Linked DNA regions of Mus musculus: regions 1 and 2 are each linked to region 3. The links are chromatin contacts, called in public promoter capture Hi-C maps. All regions are on one chromosome and are shown on one strand. The core of a region is the stretch at or near the end of the contact, and the rest is flanking DNA. Distances in the headings are between cores, read along the strand shown. Region 1 has its middle 21 kb from the start of Gm29895. Region 2 has its middle 13 kb from the start of Gm29895. Region 3 holds the start of Prmt9 (protein arginine methyltransferase 9).

What was found. Promoter capture Hi-C pulls out the DNA fragments that hold promoters and counts their contacts.
Region 1: a contact with region 3 is called in a promoter capture Hi-C map of frontonasal cranial neural crest, with 2.9 times the contacts expected there. The contact joins the enhancer-like site here to the promoter of Prmt9 in region 3. A contact is called at or near these places in 6 of 39 promoter capture datasets (the 3T3-L1 cell line, cranial neural crest, embryonic stem cells and 3 more), 2 of 115 datasets of contacts at active chromatin or transcription factors (astrocytes and craniofacial prominence) and 1 of 9 other capture datasets (embryonic stem cells).
Region 2: a contact with region 3 is called in a promoter capture Hi-C map of 3T3-L1-derived adipocytes, with 5 times the contacts expected there. The contact joins the enhancer-like site here to the promoter of Prmt9 in region 3. A contact is called at or near these places in 5 of 39 promoter capture datasets (the 3T3-L1 cell line, 3T3-L1-derived adipocytes, embryonic stem cells and 2 more), 1 of 484 Hi-C or Micro-C datasets (cortical neurons) and 1 of 115 datasets of contacts at active chromatin or transcription factors (craniofacial prominence).

What each region holds. Positions count from the first base shown.
Region 1 is chr8:78,021,279-78,026,119 of GRCm38.p6, forward strand. No RefSeq gene overlaps it. Among named protein-coding and RNA genes, the nearest start is that of Gm29895, 21 kb to the right of the region's middle. Within about 2 kb of position 2,388, at least 33 of the 459 cell types and tissues checked have an H3K27ac peak or open chromatin away from gene starts, as enhancers often do.
Region 2 is chr8:78,056,062-78,060,274 of GRCm38.p6, forward strand. No RefSeq gene overlaps it. Among named protein-coding and RNA genes, the nearest start is that of Gm29895, 13 kb to the left of the region's middle. Within about 2 kb of position 1,465, at least 1 of the 459 cell types and tissues checked has an H3K27ac peak or open chromatin away from gene starts, as enhancers often do. A contact at or near this core is called in 3T3-L1-derived adipocytes, where this site is marked.
Region 3 is chr8:77,547,926-77,552,234 of GRCm38.p6, forward strand. Prmt9 (protein arginine methyltransferase 9) reads left to right here and starts at 1,472. Exons shown (of 12, transcript NM_001081240.3): 1 at 1,472-1,811. The coding sequence starts at 1,623.

The DNA.
Region 1 (4,841 bases), core at 1,138-3,637, 470 kb after region 3:
AGCATTTTACTGAGAAGCTTTCTACTAAGCAGTAACTCATCAGACTCCTTAGGCTGCCTTTGTGGAAACCTGATCTCAGAAAAACACTGCCTCTCTAAGTCTATCACTTATAACACTGGAACCAGTTGACCTTGGTTTTTCTCTTGACTGATAAGTTTTCCATTATCTACTTTCTCTTGGAAATGATCTTACATGGCCTTTCCCTTATCTTGTAAAGCATATTTTGAACTGCTATCTCACCCAGTTTCTTTTTCTAGTTTTCTTTTCACCCCGTTGACTGGATAAAGAGGAAAATTGCCTAAGTAAGACTGAAACAAGTACAGCTCCCAGGGCTGGTGAGTGAAGGCAGTTCACAGCCCTGGGGACTTCTGTTCCCCAGTGCTCCAACCTCACATTCCATTCTGGTCATGATTTCCCTTGTTAATCCTGGCTCCAGATGAAACCTAGTTTAGAAGCCAAAGATTCATTAGGCACTTCTCCAGAGAGGCTCTGATTTTTGATAGCATGTATAATTGTCAATATATGTGCATGAGTTATCTGAATTGACTGTTTGCCAAGACGTGAGGGCAACATGTTTATTAATGGCATTTGAAACCTTATAAACTAATGACAATCTAGCAGAGCTTTACTTTAAATCACTGTGTAAAAAATTTTGCATTTTCTGCATGAGAAATTTTCTTCTTAAGGAGCATTTTGAAGAGATAATCCCAAGTATGACAAAGATACAAATAAGTGCCTGGTGACATTGATTTCCCCACAAGAAAAATCAACTACTCTGTGCATTTGTAAGTAACTGTGTTTTCCTAGGTTTAGTTTCTCAAGGCTCATGGTACAATCCCCAGACATCTCTCAGGATGTTCAAGCCCTGCTAGACCGTACCCAGTTGCACCTAATATCATATTCTAAAGCCTAACCCATTAGAAGCTGAAATAATTACCTGGTGCTCAGCTATGGTCTTGCCTACATGCCCCTTTGTGTATATATGCTTCATTCCTCATGGGTAAGGATACTAGAGGTGCTTGCATACACCAGCAAATTACATATGACCTTGCTCATGACCACTAAACAGAGTCAGAAGCAGGGCGTTAACAGAAAAGATATCATCTAGAGATAGTCATGGAGATAATCTCAAAAGAAGATTAAGAAAAAAAAAAGCTGAGGAGTCAAGGGAAAGGGATTTAGTCTTAGAGAAGGCTACCTTCAGGAGTCAGCTTCACAGCTAGAGGCAGGTAAAGGCTGCTGGGTATGCACGTTGGGAAAACATGCTCCCAGTGGCTCCTAAATGTAGTTAAACTCGCTGGTTTTTGTTCTTTCCAGGAAAGAAAGAAAAGGATAGGAACTAGGTAAGAAAGGAGGAGATGGTTTAATAGTGGGCATATAGAGCAGGATAAGAAGCTTTTGTTTAGTTTGAATGTTTTGAAGAGAATGGAGTCAGAAGACGAAAGACAGTCAAGAGGTCACTGCCCCTACACTCGCAAGAGTATTGCTTTTGTGACAGACTGTGATGAGCATTGGATAAGGCCTGTGTCCCCCTGCGAGTGCCCCTTGGAATGTGTATACCAAAGAGAAGACAGATGAGTGTAGAATTTCATGATTAAATATCGTTGGAAACCAGTGAACAACCTGTTCCCTCTTCAGAGCGCCCACGATGCACATCAAATCCTCACAGACTTTGGAAAGTAGCAGCGTGGTGGGGGGAGCTCTGAGGAGCACTTGGGAGCTTCCGAACAATCCTACTGACATCAATGGCCATCTTTCAAAAGCAACGGTCTTCTGAGCACCACGCCTGAGAAGCAATGGTTTTGAAAACTTTCCTCCTTTTTAATATCCTTGATGACTCTGGGATTTGAAAGCTGAGAAGCATTCTACCCAAGATTGACCGTCCCCAGTGTGGCAGGAAGTCACCATGGGAAACGTTTCAGAATGAAAGGGCCAGGAGTCAGTATTCTGTAATCCTGCTGGACCACAGAGGATGTCACATTCATTAATATTCAGTTATAGGAAGACTTTTCCATTAATATAGAAATTGTTATGAGAAGTAATTAGTGAGACTTTTTAACTGATACTTTATGGAAAACATCTAATATTTCATTTAAAAACAGACTAAACATAGTCTGTGTCCTCAGCTTTCTCTCTCTCTCTCTCTCTCTCTCTCTCTCTCTCTCTCTCTCTCTCTCTCTCTGGGTGAGGGAGAGAAGTGTGATTAACATTTGTTTAGGCTTTTACCCATACCATGGTTACAGGGTAAGGGTCAAATGTGTTCTCTCCAGCACTTATGGTTTTTTTTTTTAAAGACATTTAAGGAAAAGGCAGAGGCTGGGAGATCAGTGAGGGTGGAGGAGACCAAACTCTGTGAAATGCTTAACCTTTTAACATAGTTCAACAAAGTTTAGATTTCTGGCAAAACGCCTAGACTTTGTAAAGCTGCTCTCGGGCTGACCGGACCCTGGCACTTAAACTATTCTATCGTAAAAGCCCTTAGCAATGCGAAGGAAGGAAAGAAAGGAAAACAAGCACAGCTTAATGGCTTCAGTTGGGCTCACAGCACAGGGTGAGGCGTTCGAAAGGAGTGTTAACCAGAACCTAGGAACTTGAAGATTTATCAGCTACCTCTGCTAAGAGAACAAACCACAACCACAGGGAAAACAGGCTTGCCATGAAAGGAGAGGGAGATCTGAAGTATACATGACAAACCCAATCTGTCATGAATTAGAAAGAATTTGACTTTACAGAAGCATGGTGACTGACTGCCCTCATGGTGAACAGCCGGAGACACTGATCTAGGTGCACATGTCCTGGGCACGTAGTCTGAGAAGTTAGGTCTCCCAGAAATGCCTATTAAGGTTCAGTGGCTGCAAGCATGAGGGACAGTATCTTCGAGCCAGAGGAAATAGGGAATTTGTAAGCAGCTCAGGCTAGTCTCATCCTTCAGGACTGCCTGCTGGTGTTTCGTGTGACAGTTGTGTGTTCCTTTGAATTCCACAAGTTTCTCTGAAGTTTGTCATATGTTGGAATCAGTTGTAAATAAGAAAATGCAAGATGGTCATTTTGAAAATAATTACAGATAAATGGGAAACACAGTGTCCATGTGTGGTCCTCAGAAGGGATCTACATCTGGAGGAATGGACATCAATGAAAGAAGGATTGTTTAGAGGCTCCTGAGTTCCTCTCAGAGCGTCTTCCATTGCCCTAGTGCTTTTCAACGTCTGTGATGGTTTGATGTGCATTTTGGGAGCTCTGAAGCAGGAACTGTATTTGATCATGAAATTCTACACTCATCTGTCCTCTCTTTTGCTAGATTCTATCCTAGGGGACAGTTACTGGGGAACACCGGAATCATGCAATGCTTATCATAGTTTGTCTATGACATGGACACATGTCCTAATGTACATCCAAAAACAATAGGGAAAAAAATTAGACAGATAAAAAATGGAGACATTAAGAAATAGAAGTCAGCAGTTAAATGTGCTAGAAAAGTTAAGAATCTATTCACCTACAAAAAATTCAAGCACTTTGGCTCTGAACAATAAAAAGACTGAAGACAGGCAGTGTCTCTGTGTGTGCAAGCACATATGTGCATGCATACCTGTGTTAAAACATGCATATGCGCATGTGTCTGTGTGTGCATATGTCGGCATGTACATGTATGTATCTGTATGTGCTTGCGGGTATGATCATGTGTCTGTGTGTACTTGGGTGTCTGTGTGCATGAGTGTGTATACTGGGGTGTCTGTGCATGCATTTGTACAAGAGTTAGTGAGGGTACATGTACTTTCGCAGCTGACCTTGAACAGACGTCCTGGCCACCCTGGCCTTGTTTGTTATCCAGGCCTTGCCAGAGGACAATATGTTCCGAGGCACCTCATTTGTTACTAGTAGAGTTTGTTGCTTTTATTAGATTGATTCTTTCAATCCAACCCATGACGTAGGATATCAAAGCATTCTAAGTCATGGGCTCATTAAAGTGAGAGGTCACAGTGATAACTGCCATGGTTTTCCACTGTCTGGGCTCTTAGTGGGGATAAACAGTGGGTAGAGAGGCTCGGGCATGTTACCATACATATTCCTTGCTGGTTGGAATGTATTAAGAGGAGAGTCTTAATGAAAGATACACCAATGGCTACTTCATTTTTAGTCTGAAAACTACCAAGAAAACAAAACAAAGCCAAAGAAATTTGCTAGAAAATTATCCCTCCAAAAAGCAGCAGTGTTGTGGGTCTCTAGTTCATGTGAAACAAGTCCCACTGAGGGTGAGTTAACAGTAGCAACAAGATTCAATAAGGATGCCTTTTCATTATGTTTTTACTATAAAAATAGTTTGAGCTGCACTTTTCAAAATAGAGGCACTGCTCAGATTCCAATAATTCTAAACTTTCCTGTGAAATGCCCGGAGTTCTGGTAGTCTGAGTGTTCTGTCAGCGTGAGATCTGATTTATAGCATTGTACAAACTCTTGCTGCCTTTACCTTTTGGTATAATCCAGCTTAACTCTTACATGCTTTTATTATATTGGTTCCATTTCCCCCACTATTGAATCCATATCACAATTCCTCATGGGGTAGCAGTGATTTTCCCCAACGTCCAAAATTACTCGGTTATATGTCTTACTCTTAAGTAGTTTATTGATTGAATGTTTATGAATGAGCCCAGAACTGTGGAGATGCCCTGACTTGGGAAGTGTAAGTACATAGCTTCATCCACATGGAGTGGCATCAGCTGTTTGCAGAAGGTCACCAGAGCCAAGCTTCTCACGTTTATATAGATGCATTTACGTGGGGCTGAGTGTGGTCGGGAGACAAGAGAGGCAGGGAAGAGAAGGCTTCAAGGGAGGGAATAAAGTAG
Region 2 (4,213 bases), core at 215-2,714, 510 kb after region 3:
GCAATAGCTTGGGGCTCCTGGCGATATAATTATTAGCTGATTTTTAAGTATTTGTTATCTTAAATTATGTGTATGTGAGTGAGTTTGTGGGTGGGAATATGCCAGTGTCTACTGGGGCCAGAGGCATGTGACCCTTTTGGACTGTTAAAGGTAGGTATGGGCCTTCAGACAGGGGTCCTGGGAATCTAACACAGGTCCTCAGGAAGAGCACTGAGCACTCTTAACCACTGAGCCATCTTCCTACCCCTTAGTTATGTTGGATTTTATTAATTTTCTTTGTAATTTTCTGCCACTTTCAAATTTTTCGTTATACAAATTTTATTTATTAATTATTATATTAATTACTTAATTTGTGCATGTACAAATTGGGTGGGTGCCAGTGTGACCCATCCCCATGCGTGCGTGTGTGCGTGCGTGTGTGTGTGTGTGTGTGTGTGTGTGTGTGTGTGTGTGTGTGTAGATAGCTGGCATCATGGGATTGAACACATGTCATCAGACTTGGTTGCAAGCACCTTTAACTTCTGAGCCCTGTACATAAGTTTTAGAATAAGAAAAACTATTTTATAACCACAAGATAGAACTTATTTTCTTTCTTACATGAATCAATTTGTAGACCTTTTGAAGTAATAGTGTACATGTGTTGCTTGTTGGTAGTAGTGGGCAAGAATCACTGGTATATGAGGAGAGGGGAGTGGGAGACAGTCCGTGGGGAGGGAGTAGATGGGAGGGAGTGGGAGAGTCTGTGGGGAGGGAGTGGTCCATGGGGAGGGAGTGGTCTATGGGGAGGGAGTGGTCTATGGGGAGGGAGTGGTTCATGGGGAGGGAGTGGTCTATGGGGAGGGAGTGGACCATGGGAGGGAGTAGAGGAAAGGGCTTGCACGGGGAGAGTGTGCACCAGTGCTTTCCAAGCTATGTGTTGTATGAATCTCCAGATACCTTCACTTAGAAAGATCTCCAGAAGCTTCTGTGAGCAGTGGCCCAGCTTGGCATCTCATATGGAGTTTTCTTTCCAGAAATTACCTCTTACCCAGTCTAGATGCAACTGTTGTCAAGAGTCAGCACTTACTTGACCCAAGTTTGCTGTAGAAATCTTCCTTTCTTATTTATTTATTTTTCTGTCTTGGTATGTTATCTTTGATTAGCCTAGAACTTACTATGTACACCAGGCTGGTCTTGAACTCACTAATATCTAGCTGCCTAGGCCTCCTGAGTGCAGGGACAAAAGGCGCTCGCCACATCTGCCTTCATTTTTACTTACTTTCAATAGGGGAACTGAAAATTGAGATTCTTCTGGACTAGGAGCACCTTGTCGTTCTGCCTGCCCTAGAGGAGCCTAGTTCCCCTAACCACTTAATTCCCCTCTGCTTAAGGTAACCGGAAACGATTTTGCTGCCTGCAGTGAAAGGACTTGTGGGTAATTTGCCAAGAGACTGGAGTAACTCCGAGCTTATGCTTTTCTGGGAATTTATCCAACTCAAGTGAAGTAGGTTTATGTCATACTCAAACAACCTTGGGAAGGATCTGACTGATGAGGAGATACACCCCAAAGTCATGTGAGCTAACTGGTGGGCTAAGGTGTTCTTGAGGGGAACAGCCTGTGCTCCCCTGAGGAATGCAGAGCAGCTAGCTCCTTATGGATAACTTTCATGACTCTAACCAGTGAGCTTGACTTGGCTCCCATGATCAGAGGACAGAAAGGGCTCTACTGGGAACTTCTGCCTAGAGGTTCTATCCCAAGGCTTGCTTGTAGAATCTGGAGGGTAAGCATCTCCATATGCAAATGAAGAGAATCTTGGCATTGTACCATGGTTGCCCTGTCCCCTGGGGCTTTGTGTAGTCACCTTCTCCTGGATCCACACCCTTGTGGCCCTTCTTCAAAACTTCGTGTGCTCCCCATCCTGAATACTGGCTGTCTGCACACAAGAACGTATCTTAATCTGCATAGTGGCTCATTGGCTGTCATTTATCTTCCCCATCTCTACAGCATCCAGAAAATGCCTGCGGGTGATGGATCCTCAGAAAGCGTCCGTGCAAACGTGTACAGCTTTATAACCTTCCAAAAGCCCAAAGAACTTATGCTTTTCTTTCTGCTTCAGAATTCTGAAAAGAGAGGAATAAAGCTTACGCGATAGGACTTTAACACAAGCTTACATCTTCATCCGCACAGCACGAAGTGGCTTTACTTCCCTGGACTGTTTTGGGAATTCTCAAAGTTCCTCCTCTCCCTGTAGAGCTTTGGTTCTCAACCTTCCTAATGATGCACTCCTGTTAATACAATTCCTCGTGCTGTGGTGAACCCCCAACCATAAAATTATTTTGTTGATATGACATAATTATAATTTTGCTTCTGATTTGAATTGTAATGTACATACTTAACATGCAGGATATCTGATGGCGACCCACAGGTTGAGAACTAGAGGGGCTGGTGTCTGGGTTTTGGTCTGGGCCATGGGATCACCCAGTGTTCTTGATGGTAAGATTTTACTAGTGTGGAGTTTGCAGTACAATCCAACATCTGCTGAGTCCTGCATTGAGTCCCACCCTTCCCCCTGGTTATCCGCAAGGCATGCTTTCAACCTGTATTCGAGGTGCTCATAGCCTGGAGCAGCTACCGATTTCCTTTTCCTGCAGCTTCAGGCTACTTGAAAAATCTCCTGTGCCCATATCTTCAAGGCTTTTCCCCACTTTCTCCTCTATAAGTATCAGTGTCTCTGGTTTTATGTGGAGTTCCTTGATTCACTTACACTTGACCTTAGTACAAGGAGATAAGAATGGATCAATTTGCATTCTTCTACGTGATAACTGCTCATTTTGCCAGCACCATTTGTTGAAAATGCTGTCTTTTTTCCACTAGATGGTTTTAGCTCCCTTGTCAAAGATCAAGTGACCATAGGTGTGTGGGTTCATTTCTGGGTCTTCAGTTCTATTCCATTTTTGAATATACCTGTTTGTCACTGTACCAGTACCATGCAGTTTTTATCACAATTGCTCTGTAGTACAGCTTTAGGTCAGGCATGGTGATTCCACCAGAGGTTCTTTTATTGTTGAGAAGAGTTTTTGCATTATTCCACATGAATTTGCAAATTGCCCTTTCTAATTCATTGAAGAATTGAGTTGGAATTTTGATGGGGATTGCATTGAATTTGTAGATTGCTTTTGGCAAGATAGCCATTTTTACCATATTGATCCTGCCAATCCATGAGCATGGAAGATATGGGCACAGGGGAAATTTTCCTGAACAGAACAGCAATGGTTTGTGCTGTAAGATCAAGAATTGACAAATAGGACCTCATAAAATTGCAAAGCTTCTGTAAGGCAAAGGATACTCTCAATAAGGCAAAAAGGCCACCAACAGATTGGGAAAGGATCTTTACCTATCCTAAATCAGATAGGGGGCTAATATACTATATATATATATATATATATATATAAAGAACTCAAGAAGATGGACTCCAGAAAATAAAAAAAAACCTATTAAAAATGGGGTACAGAGCTAAACAAAGAATTCTCAAGTGAGGAATACCGAATGGCTGAGAAGCACCTGAAAAAATGTTCAGCATCCTTAATCATCAGGGAAATGCAAATCAAAACAATCCCGAGATTCCATATCACACCAGTCAGAATGGCTAAGATCAAAAATTCAGGTGATAGCAGATGCTGGCGTGGATGTGGAGAAAGAGGAACACTCCTTCATTGTTGGTGGGATTGCAAGCTTGTACAACCACTCTGGAAATCAGTCTGGCGGTTCCTCAGAAAATTAGACATAGTACTACTGGCAGATCCAGCAATTCCTCTCCTGTGCATAGACCTAGAAGATGTTCCAACTTGTAATAAGGACACATGCTCCACTATGTTCATAGCAGCCTTATTTATATTTGCCAGAAGCTGGAAAGAACCCAGATGTCCCTCAACAAAGGAATGGATACTGAAAATGTGGTACATTTACACAATGGAGTACTACTCAGCTCCTAAAAACAATGAATTCATGAAATTCTTAGGCAAATGGATGCATCTGGAGGATATCATCCTGAGTGAGGTAACCCAAACACAAAAGAACACACATGATATGTATTCACTGATAAGTGGATAGTAGCCCAGAAACTTAGAATATCCAAGATACAATTTACAAAACACATGAAATTCAAGAAGAAGGAAGACCAAAGTGTGGACACTTTGCTCCTTCTTAGACTAGGGAACAAAATACCCATGGAAG
Region 3 (4,309 bases), core at 222-2,721:
AATACAGTCCAGGATGGCAGCCAGGGAAAGGTGTTTACCCACAGTAGGTAAGTTTTTCTACCCCAATTAAAGCAATCAAGATAATCACCCACAGCTATGACCAAAGGTTGGACTCTGGGTGAGTCTAGATTCTGTAACATTGCAAACCAAAGTCTCTGTCAAGGACTGGGCTGTGTCTCTCTACCCAGCCTCAGTCTATCACCTCTAAATTATACAGGATGCAAATAACATTATACATCTTTGGTTAAATGTTTACGGGAGTAATAACATTTTTTAAGGTTTAGATAATTTCTAAATGTTTCTAGATAATGCCAATTAATTACATTAACTATGTATATATAAGTAAAATGCTTTTCTAGATTATTACATTGTATAGTTAGAGCACCCTTATGAATTAAGCCAGGAAGAGAGCTTTATTAGGTCTGTCTGAATGTCTCAAGGGAGGGATGCTAGACTGGAACGAGAAAACCCTTCCCACAAGCCAATTAGTCTTTATGTTCTACTCAGTTCCATTAGGTATAGAGGCCTGCCTCTGTATTTCCATCTCACTAAATACTGTATAGTTAAATCCTACATTGCTTAATACACAAAGCATCAAACAAGGACGATATGAATAGCTAGGAAAATACATAGGCAAAATTAAAGAGCAGGAGAAACACTTTTCATCAAGTGCAAGATATATTAAAATTGTCGTTCTGTACATATTCAAATAATTGTGATTAGTTCCTGTCTTCGAAGACCTTTCTTAGGTACATAGGTATCTGCTTACAAGAGTGGATCAGACAATAAGATACTAGAGAAAGCAAAAAGACACATAAAGGATGGACTTGGGAGAACTGGAGAATTTTAGCTTAATATCCAAAATGGTGTATCCTCCATTTCACATTGTTAACCACTGTATGCACCGCTAATCTCTTCAAAATGGGAACAAAAAATAGCTTTCGCTATAATTTCTATACATTGCTTTAAAAGTTTGGATTTATATCTTAGAGGCCACACTTGACATCAGTCTTCTTTGTTAATGTGCATGTCATCAGGAAATTCAGACTCGGCCGTACCCATCCCACTGTTCAACCTTGAAGCAGTTCTCCGTGATGGCCTTTTCCTTTTTTTTTTAGAGTGTGATCCCAAGTTCCACCTCACTGAGTTTTGTGAGAATACTTAATACTAGGAGAGTACACAGTGATTAATTTAAGGAGCTTTTATTTCGTTTTGCAGTAGTGAGTCTGGTGCGATGAGATTCAGAAGGCCTGGAGCTTCGCACAAGCAGGACTAGAGCAGGGTTTGGAATTCGCAGCCGCACTCTCCAGGAGGCAGAGAGAGGGTGGAAACCTTTGGTTGCAGTCTGCCAAAAAACCCCATTCCAGAAAATGACTTTACAGCCTAGTACTCCAAGACCATAGTGGGCCGCGGGGCGCTCCCTGGTGTGACGTCATCACAGCGCTTCGCCGCAGGATGCGCGCGCAGCCCTGTCCGCCGCTGGGAAGGCGGGGCTTCCTGCTGTGTGCACCCAGTGCCTCTGTGCGTCCAGTTGCTGCGACCGGCCCAGGGAAGCGCGCCGTGGAGACTCTTTTCCCGGACGAGGCCATCCTCCTTCGTGGGCTTCCGAGCGAGACTTATCCATGCCGAACTCGAGGCCCAGGCCCCGCCGGGGCGCCGGGGGTGGCGCAGGTGCGGCCGGCCGGGACCGGCTGGTGGCACGGTCCTTGCAGAGTGCTGAGCACTGTCTAGGTGACCAGGACTTCGGCACTGCTTATGCCCATTACCTTCTGGTGCTCAGCCTGGCGCCAGAGCTAAAAGACGACGTGAAGGTGAGGCCTTATTTTTTTCAGTGGCTAGCAAATCCTGTGATCTGAGCAGGAACAACAGGGTATGGTGTGTGTGTGTGTGTGTGTGTGTGTGTGTAACAGAGACGAGAGACAGGGAGAGACAGAGACACCGAGACATACAGAGACAGAGACGGACTCTCCAAGCATCGAATTACTATAGCCTACAGCCCATCTCAATACAGCCAGGTTTTAGTAACAAAAGTCAAAAGTTGTCACACATCTGTTTCAAAATTTCTGCCTCACTTAAGATTCCAAAGGCCTTTTAAATGGGATAGGACTGGGTAGTTCTTTTTCCCCTCCAGTATCTAATTTAAATTAGCCCTGCCTTGTAGGCGTTGCATTATCTTGTGTAGAAAGAATGCTGTGTATCCTGAGGTTGGATAAAGTGTTCAGTCATAAGGAACTTTTAATATTTGTTGATTCGTCTTACTTGCATCAGTTAACCGGTTGAACTACTGTATTTTTTTTTTTTAATGTTAGAATCTCAATTTCAAAAAGTAACTTAATTGCATATACAGTTTTAAGCTGTGGACAGTCTTGCTTTGTTTAGTCCAGAGTTTCTCAACCTGACACTGGTGACATTTTGCACCAGACAGTCCTGTGTCTTCCTTCCTGTTTCACAGCACGGTTTGTCCTCTGCCCACTAGATGTCAGTAGCATTAGGCTTTTGTAGTCCAAAGAAATTTCAGGACCTGTTGGTTTACTTGGAAATATGCTAGTATGTTGGGTCGTTTGTTCCTCTGTGTAGAAAGTAGTAGAATAGTGTGTGTTCCTCTGTGTAGACAGTAGTAGAATAGTGTGTGTTCCTCTATGCAGACAGCAGTAGAATAGTGTGTGTTCCTCTGTGTAGACAGCAGTAGAATAGTGTGTGTTCCTCTGTGTAGACAGCAGTAGAATAGTGTGTGTTCCTCTATGCAGACAGCAGTAGAATAGTGTGTGTTCCTCTATGCAGACAGCAGTAGAATAGTGTGTGTTCCTCTGTGTAGACAGCAGTAGAATAGTGTGTGTTCCTCTATGCAGACAGCAGTAGAATAGTGTGTGTTCCTCTGTGCAGACAGCTGTAGATAGTGTGTGTTCCTCTGTGTAGACAGCAGTAGAATAGTGTGTGTTCCTCTGTGTAGACAGCAGTAGAATAGTGTGTGTTCCTCTGTGTAGACAGCAGTAGAATAGTGTGTGTTCCTCTGTGTAGAAGACAGCAGTAGAATAGTGTGTGTTCCTCTGTGTAGACAGCAGTAGAATAGTGTGTGTTCCTCTGTGTAGACAGCAGTAGAATAGTGTGTGTTCCTCTGTATAGACAGCAGTAGAATAGTGTGTGTTCCTCTGTGTAGACAGCAGTAGAATAGTGTGTCTGTTTTCTGACAAGGGACTGAGGTGCATATTTTACATATCAAAGTGGATCTGGCCTCCAGGTTCTCCCAGCATCCCTCAGTCTCTATCTGGCATATCCTGCCCCCAACCCTGAACTTTCCAGCCCAGAGGCTGGGCTGCCCCTTCCCCAGAGGCTCTTCCCTATATAACCTAGACATTTTGGTCCCCTCCCCCTTCTCCTCCTTCTCTCTCTGCTCCTAAACCCTTTCTTTCGTTCCTCTTCCCACCATCCCCATGGCAGCTTCCCTGGCCTCCTTCCTTGGGGCCAGTGAACTCGCCCACCTGAGAGCAGCTTCCCAATAAACCTACATTTGATTAATCTAACCTGGTTTGAGTTGGCACATTTCACTGGGAGAGAAATAACTTATCATAGTGGACCAACACAATTCTTTGCACAGTTCTAGCTGCTGCTTCTGAGAACAGACAAGATAAATAGTGTGTGTTGAAAATACATATAAAATTTGGTTGCATGTAGATCATCAGTGGAGTGCTTGTGTTGGTAAAATTTTATTCAGGGGAATACATAAGCTGTACCTGCCCTTCCTCCTAAAATCTCACAGACAGACAGACAGGTCTCTGCAGGAAGCGGTGAGCTCACTGGGCTTACTTACAGAGGACAGATGAGGGGTTATTTACTGGAGTGTGAACGCTCCTACTTCAAAAGGCTGCACTGGAAAGCCTTTACTGAGCAGGGATAACTTTATAGTCAAGAATAGAAGGGGTTACTGGGACAATTGATGCTGGTTAGCTGGAGTGAAGAAATTAGCGGTGGTTAAGAAGAGACTAGTAAAGTGGAAATTTATGGTTTCTTTGGGGACTCAGTTATGTCATGTGATGTTTTGCTGAAGCAGACACAGGAGAGAGGATGTTTTGCTGAAGCAGACTCATGAAAGCTGCGGGGAGATTAGAAAGAATATAAATATGACCACACAGACAGTGTGATGGAAGCTCTTGCATTGGTTCACCTTGCACTGTGCCACTTGTCGTGATTTCGTAAAGAATATCCCACCAAAGACCTTCCCATCATATTCTGGCTGCTTCTTGTTGCTTCTATGGACTGCTGCTGAGCCTATGGACTGCAGAGCCTTATGGTTTCTTCTGAACTGAACTGC